Regions from separate parts of the Oncorhynchus mykiss genome. Here region 1 is linked to region 2. Evidence: chromatin contacts called from public Hi-C data. All regions are on one chromosome and are shown on one strand. Each heading gives the region's core, a stretch centred on a gene start, on an enhancer-like site or on the middle of the called end of the contact. The rest is flanking DNA. Distances are from core to core; before and after follow the strand shown. Region 1 holds the start of becn1 (beclin 1, autophagy related). Region 2 holds the start of LOC110491669.

Evidence for each region. Hi-C and Micro-C count contacts between places; a contact is called where the count stands out from the background.
Region 1: a contact with region 2 is called in a Hi-C map of liver, with 3 times the contacts expected there. The contact joins the promoter of becn1 here to the promoter of LOC110491669 in region 2. A contact is called at or near these places in 2 of 3 Hi-C or Micro-C datasets (blood and liver).

The regions. Positions count from the first base shown.
Region 1 is chr16:23,549,831-23,553,205 of USDA_OmykA_1.1, forward strand. It overlaps becn1 (beclin 1, autophagy related), which reads left to right and starts at 1,963. Exons shown (of 11, transcript NM_001124429.1): 1 at 1,963-1,992; 2 at 2,951-3,084; 3 at 3,212-3,276. The coding sequence starts at 2,958. LOC110491673 (breast cancer type 1 susceptibility protein homolog) reads right to left here and starts at 1,966. Exons shown (of 21, transcript XM_036946563.1): 1 at 1,840-1,966.
Region 2 is chr16:23,397,988-23,401,500 of USDA_OmykA_1.1, forward strand. It overlaps LOC110491669, which reads left to right and starts at 1,409. Exons shown (of 6, transcript XM_021565291.2): 1 at 1,409-1,529; 2 at 2,095-2,291; 3 at 2,584-2,687; 4 at 2,770-3,513. The coding sequence starts at 2,108.

The DNA of each region.
Region 1 (3,375 bases), core at 713-3,212, 150 kb after region 2:
GTTCGACACGAACAACAACACAGAGTTACACATGGAGTAAAACAAACATACAGTCAGTAGAAAAATGAGTCTATATACAATGTGAGCAAATAAGGTGAGGTAAGGGAGGTTAAGGCAAAAAAGGCCATGGTGGCGAAGTAAATACAATATAGCAAGTTTTTTTTTATATATATAAACACTGGAATGGTAGATTTGCAGTGGAAGAATGTGCAAAATAGAGATAGAAATAATGGTGGTGCAAAGGAGCAAAATAAATAAATAAAGGTAGTTGTTTGGGCTAAATTATAGATGGGCTATGTACAGGTGCAGTAATCTGTGAGCTGCTCTGACAGCTGGTGCTTAAAGCTAGTGAGGGGGATAAGTGTTTCCAGTTTCACCTGGAGCCAGTGGGTTTGACGACGAGAGCGACATCATTGATGTATAGAGAGAAGAAAGTCAGTCCAAGAATTGAACCCTGTGGCACCTCCATAGAGACTGCCAGAGGCCCGGATAACAGGCCCTCCGATTTGACACACTGAACTCTATCAGAGAAATAGTTGGTGAACCAGGCGAGGCAATCATTTAAGAAACCAAGGCTATCGAGTCTGCCGATGAGGATGTGGTGATTGACAGAGTCGAAAGCCTTGGCCAGGTCAATGAATACGGCTGCACAGTATTGTTTCTTATCGATGGCGGTTAAGATATCGTTTAGGACCTTGAGCGTGGCTGAGGTGCACCCAAGACCAGCTCTGAAACCAGATTGCATAGCGGAGAAGGTATGGTGGGATTCGAAATGGTTGGTAATCTGTTTGTTGACTTGGCTTTCGAAGACCTTAGAAAGGCAGGGTAGGATAGATATAGGTCTGTAGCAGTTTGGGTCAAGAGTGTCCCCCCCTTTCAAGAGGGGGATGACCGCAGCTGCTTTCCAATCTTTGGGAATCTCAGAGGACACAAGAGAGATGAATGGCATCTGTAATGCAGTGCCTACAATGAATGAACTAGGCATTAGAAGTTCAGAACCAGAACGTGTTAGCTATATATAAATAATAATGCTAAAATTGAAAAATCATTCAACTAAATAATGACGTTTTTATCATCTTTATCCAGGTGAAGATTACATCTCACATTCCAGTGTTCGAATTTGTGTAAAGAAGACTGCATGGGATTTCTGTTTTTGCAACTCTCTGCAGCCAATGGCTATGTCCGCTCTAGCTGTAATTCCGGGAGCCACTTGTGGATTTGACAGGTCTAATGCCGCGTTCAAAACAACTGGGAACTCGGAAAAATACGAGGTCAAATTATGACACTATTGATCTTCAGGTCGGAGCACTAAAAATAGGATCGAGTTCCCGAGTTGGATGACCATTCAAAACGATTATTCCCAGTCGGAGCTCGTTTTCTTCCAAATTCCCAGTTGTTTTGAACGGTTCCACCTCCAACACCTCAAAACAACCGCTATGTTCATGTTGGCTAAAGAAGCGGATCTGATTTAATCGAGCCCTTACATTCCTACTAGTTAGTGTTGTAACGTTAACTAATAGCAATCTATTGTTATTCGTAAAGAGTTAATAAAATGTGCCAAATATATAAAAAATATTAAGACTAGTGTGTCAGTGTCCTTGCATGCTAGCTTGCTAACAACAACTGCAGGCTGGTCACTAACGTTACACAATGTTGTTGCTGTGGCTAGCTAACGCCAATTACACAACTTGAGTTTTGAGTGGAGACAGGCATAATCATGTAATGAATGACGAGACTGCTTAATTTAAATAAGATCACCAATAGAGCAAATACATATTATAACACTACACCTGACACATATAGTGAGTGAATGAAGAAAATAGTAAAACTTCACAGTACTTCTGTATCTTGCTTCTCTCCTGGATTCAGTTTGGTTTTCCCGCAACTATTTTGGCGCGTGACCACAACCCTTCCCGTTGAAGAATGACAACTTCCTTGCGCGAGCAATCTTAAAGGCGTCATATCCGTTAAAAACAACAATAAAGTCCTATGGTAAGAAAACTCTTAAAGTCATGTCAAATAAAGATATATTTTGATATACTTAAGTCTTTCTGTGGTTGAAATATAAATAAATATGAGACTTTGCTACTGACACTGTGTTGTTTTCAACCGCCGAGTTAGTACCGTATTTTAGCCATCTGGCTACTGTTAGCTAACATTAGCCCAATCATGTTCTAAATGAGCCTAACATTATTTCTTATAGTCCAAGGTCGGACCGTATATGTTCTGTTTAACGGCGAATTGGCTCTGGAAGCCAGAATGTAAACATGAATCGATTCTCAATTGCGGTACGGTTCTATAAAGATAAATAAATACCTCTACTTTCATATCACATCAAAAATAATATCACAGTTGTGCATTGTTTTAACCGGTTTTTAACGCAGTTGCCGCCGACAATCCTTTTCAATGACAACATTACATGGATGTATTCATTTCGCGGATTCTTTTGCAAAAAAAGTTTCTTAAACGGAACGAAACTGGGATGGGACCTACCTGAATTTGTCCAATCGAACTGAAGTTTTGCATCTATTTGGACTAATGATTACACCCCACGTTTGTGGCAACCTCTTCCCTTTACACACAAGTGTTCGCAGATAGTTTATTAACACAGATAGTCAGTCCACTGTCTGTTTTCCGTCAACAAACACGGTAACATGGCAGTGTGGTAATAACCCTAACGCTATACAGGTGTAGTCTTTTACCTTTTGTTTTTTGACAATTATTTCTCGCTGATATAAAAGGTAACGTTATGTAGCTTAAGTTTCCAAAACAGTACCGCAAGCGATTCCTGTTAATGTTTAGGGCAAGCATCGGGGTTCTTAACTAAATTCACCCAGTCAGTAGTCGCAAAAGTAGTTGGCGTCCATGAATGGGGTAAGCTAAACTGCCAGCAAAACCACCAGTCACGAGTAGTTTTCCCGCCGGCTAACCCTGCTAATTCTGTTTCCAGTGTTGTTATGGAGGGCTCCAAGTCCTCTAGTACCACCATGCAGGTCAGCTTTGTGTGTCAGCGCTGCAGTCAGCCTCTAAAGCTGGATACATCCTTCAATGTGCTCGACCGTGTCACCATCCAGGAACTTATTGGTATGTTTACCTGAGTGTATGTTTGAGAGAGCGTGTGTGTGGTTGTGTGTGCGCATGCTTTGGAGAGCGCTACAGAGGAAGAGACAGAGATCGGCGTTGTGAGTCTGTGTGTCTTCTGTCCCATCAGCTCCTCTGGTCACAGTGACACCAAGCAAGCAGACAGAAAGCAATGAGGCGGAAAGTGCTCCAGAGGTGAGACACTGGGTTTATTCAATCCAATGGAAAGATAGTTTTGAAACCAGGTTTCACAGCAATATCCTTCATAGAAATTGAGTTTTAAACACCGACAGG
Region 2 (3,513 bases), core at 159-2,658:
ACACTTTATGTAACACTTGATCACATAGAGAACCTCTCCCTCAATGTCAGCCAAACAAATGAACTGATTGGACTTCAGGAGGAACCAGGATGGGCACGCCTCCATCCTTATCAAAGGGGCCTCCGTGGAGACCTACAAAAGTTCATCTCTGAGGAGCTGAAATGGACAAACTACACAGACACAATGGTGAAGAAGGCACAAGAAGGTGGTGACTCCCTGCATTTCACAATTTGGAGACTTTCTCTCCCCTCAACCCTGCCCCCACCCCAATGGACACTTATCATGCTGAACACATTTACATTTGAGTCATTTAGCAGATACCACCACTACCCCCCCCCCCCCCCCTCCCCAATTACCCTGCCCACACCCCAATGGACATTAATATTTATCAATGTCACAAATGTGAACATATGTTATTATTACACATTTGTTTGTTTCATTGTTTCATTCACAATTGCACTGTTGGAGCTCAGAGCTTAAGAATTTCACTGTACATTGCAGGTGACTAAATAAAAATCGAATCTATATATTTTGTTTCAAACTTCCAACCTCATCATGACCAAGCTTCCTGCTCACCTGCACAGAAAGTTGAAATGGAATTGTATTTAACTTCTGGCTTCCTGTGGACTGTTTTTGTGCATCACTGTAGACACTGGGGGTGAATTGAGCAATGATAAACCCTGGATTGCTGATGCTGCTGTATGTATTGGTCATCGAGTGGCTTTGAAGCCACCTGTCGGCCATTTTGTCATTCCCCAGTAGGAGCAGTCCTCCATAGGAATTAATGGATTCTACAGTATTTCAATTAAATGTTTCAAAATTACATGTATTTAAATATTTCCTTTTGTTTTAGTGGGACAGTAACATTAGTAATATCAAAAATGATACTTTAAATCTCAAAAAAGTATACTTTAAGGACAATTTTACTGTTTGCTCACATAATATAATTTAAAAGTATGTATTATGATTTCTGTAATAGAATAAAAGTGTCAAGACGAATGTAGACATTAATAAAAGCATTTCTATGGCTTCCAAAATATTTTTTGTAATGGGTGGGAGTGCCAAGATGGAGGCACCGTGACTTCAACACAGCGCCCCCAATTGGTGTATAGAATTATCTAGTGTATATATAAATCATTGGAATTGAGCCCATCATTAGCTTTCCGTGATGTAATGGCGACCTCTTGTGGTAGGTGTGCTCACACCGTGTCAGTTATTTTACCGTCGAGGAAATTGTACTTTGATGTATTAAAAAAAAATAATAATAATATTCCCCCAAAAATGTATCTAAAAACTTCGAATGGGAACTTGATAACGCTAATGTTCCCCTTTCTGTTCTCACTAAAAATAGTTGCTGTTTTTATGTTTTTGACGCCATCATTGACTCATTCACGCAGTCCTTTCACTTTCCATTTCTTGAGAACCGAGAATAATCCTCTCTCAGATTTGCAAGCAATAGTTCGTCATTTTGCTCTGATAACATATCACGTTTCATATTTGAATCTAGGACAAACGCACACAAAAGAAAGGTAATATCCAAAGATTTTAATAAAGTGCTCAAATATCAAATATATTTGCAATGTTGTAGGCCTAGTAGGTCTGAAGGTGCATTAGGATATATCATATGTGGCTCTTATCCAGGTAATGGGTTGGCCTATATTTTTCGAGCCACAACATCATGACTTGAATTACCAGCAATGCAAATCAACATAGTTAACTTTTTTTTAAATTAAACATGGAGTGATTTACACAGACAGATTGCTTTATGATTTGTTCATATCTTTGCGCACAGCATGTATGGAAGCAGTTATTCAGGCCTGCCTAACGTAGTCTTGTTCTGAAATTATTTCCGCAATAAAAATGTATTGTAAATGTATACATTTACGTGTCAGAATCATTGATAATATGATATTGAAATGACTGAAACCTGAGGGTTTCAATACTGAAAAGAATGAACGCTTTCTGAGTTGCTATTATAACTGTATACGCTTTCAAAACGGTTGAATTGATTAGGTTGTGATCAGTGATTGCAATTTCATCATTTGGCAAAACATTGTTCACTGTGGATGTCCTTGGCCTTGCCTATGCTTACAGATAAATAACAAGGATGGCGAAGGAGGGTGGAACGGTCCGAGTGTGTGGGTTACCCCTAGATATCAGTAAAAACAGACTGATCGACAAGCTCCACATTCATTTCCTGCGGAAGAGGAATGGAGGAGGGGACATTTCATCTGTCACGGTTTCCAAGACAACGCCTGGCTCTGCCTTCATTACCTTTGAGGACAGTGAAGGTTAGAGGTCATCGGTGGGCTTGGGAAAAATATGAAGGAAGTAGATAGTATAATAAGTAAAACATAGAGAACCTTAAGAGGAAAAGTACTGAAAATTACAAGATGTTTTGTGTGTATACCACACATATCTGATTTATCTGATTGATGGGTCTGACATGCAATTATCTTGATAAGGGACATCCTATAGAGCACACCCTATAATGCATATTCAGGTAGCATACAGTGTGTCCTTGAGGAGTTTAACGTGAACGTAATATTTGTTGTCTTTTTAAAAATTCTACATGACACGCAGTGGCTCGGAGAGTGGTTGAACATCAGAATCACACATTATCAGTGAATGACAAGCAATATGAGCTAAGTGTGAGTTTGCACAGCAAAGAAATGGACCCAGATGAGGTAAGCGTTGCGAATAAACCATCTAAACATCTCATCTTTTTAGTAAAATCCTAGTCTCACTCTTCTTAATTCAATCTTTCAGCTCTTTGTGGACACAGCTGTGACAGTGGACTACAGCAAATTGAATGGGGGCAAAACATCGATATCTGACATCCTCAAAAATGCCTGCGACATAAAATGCACCTTTCACGTTCATGCTGACCTCTGCACTTTCAAAGGTCGCTACACAGACGTCCAAATCCTGACCAAGTGTCTGCTGAGACTTTTCAATTCACAGACCTCAAAAGATGTCCATTCCCTTAAAGCTGAGGCCACCAAGGATGACAAAAGATACAACTCTGCTCAAGGACAAACAGAAAGACTGCAGGACACTGACACCTCAGGACAGGCCAACGGACAGGACCTGGGGAAATGTTCCAGTAGAGCCTCTGAAAGTAATCGTGCCCTTCTTCAAGAATCTTACACCAATGATAGAAAGGGGGCGGATGCATTGTACACATCATACACCAATCATAGAGAGGAGGCGGGGGCATTGCATACATCTTACATCAATGACATAGAGGATGCAGTGGCATTAGAGAAGGGAACCTTAACGGAGGACTTCTCAATGGTCATAGACTCAGACATCTTCCGATACCTCCGAAAGCATTGCTCGGCTGAGTACCAGAACATCCTCGACAGGCATGGAGTAGAGATACTGGACGTCACCACCAGGGATATCACCACCCTCTATCTGCAGCTTAAGACTGGGGCCACTGGGCGAGGGGTGGAGCGTCTAAGGCGTGCGCATGGGGAGCTGGGCTGGCTGTACCAAGACAAAGAGGCC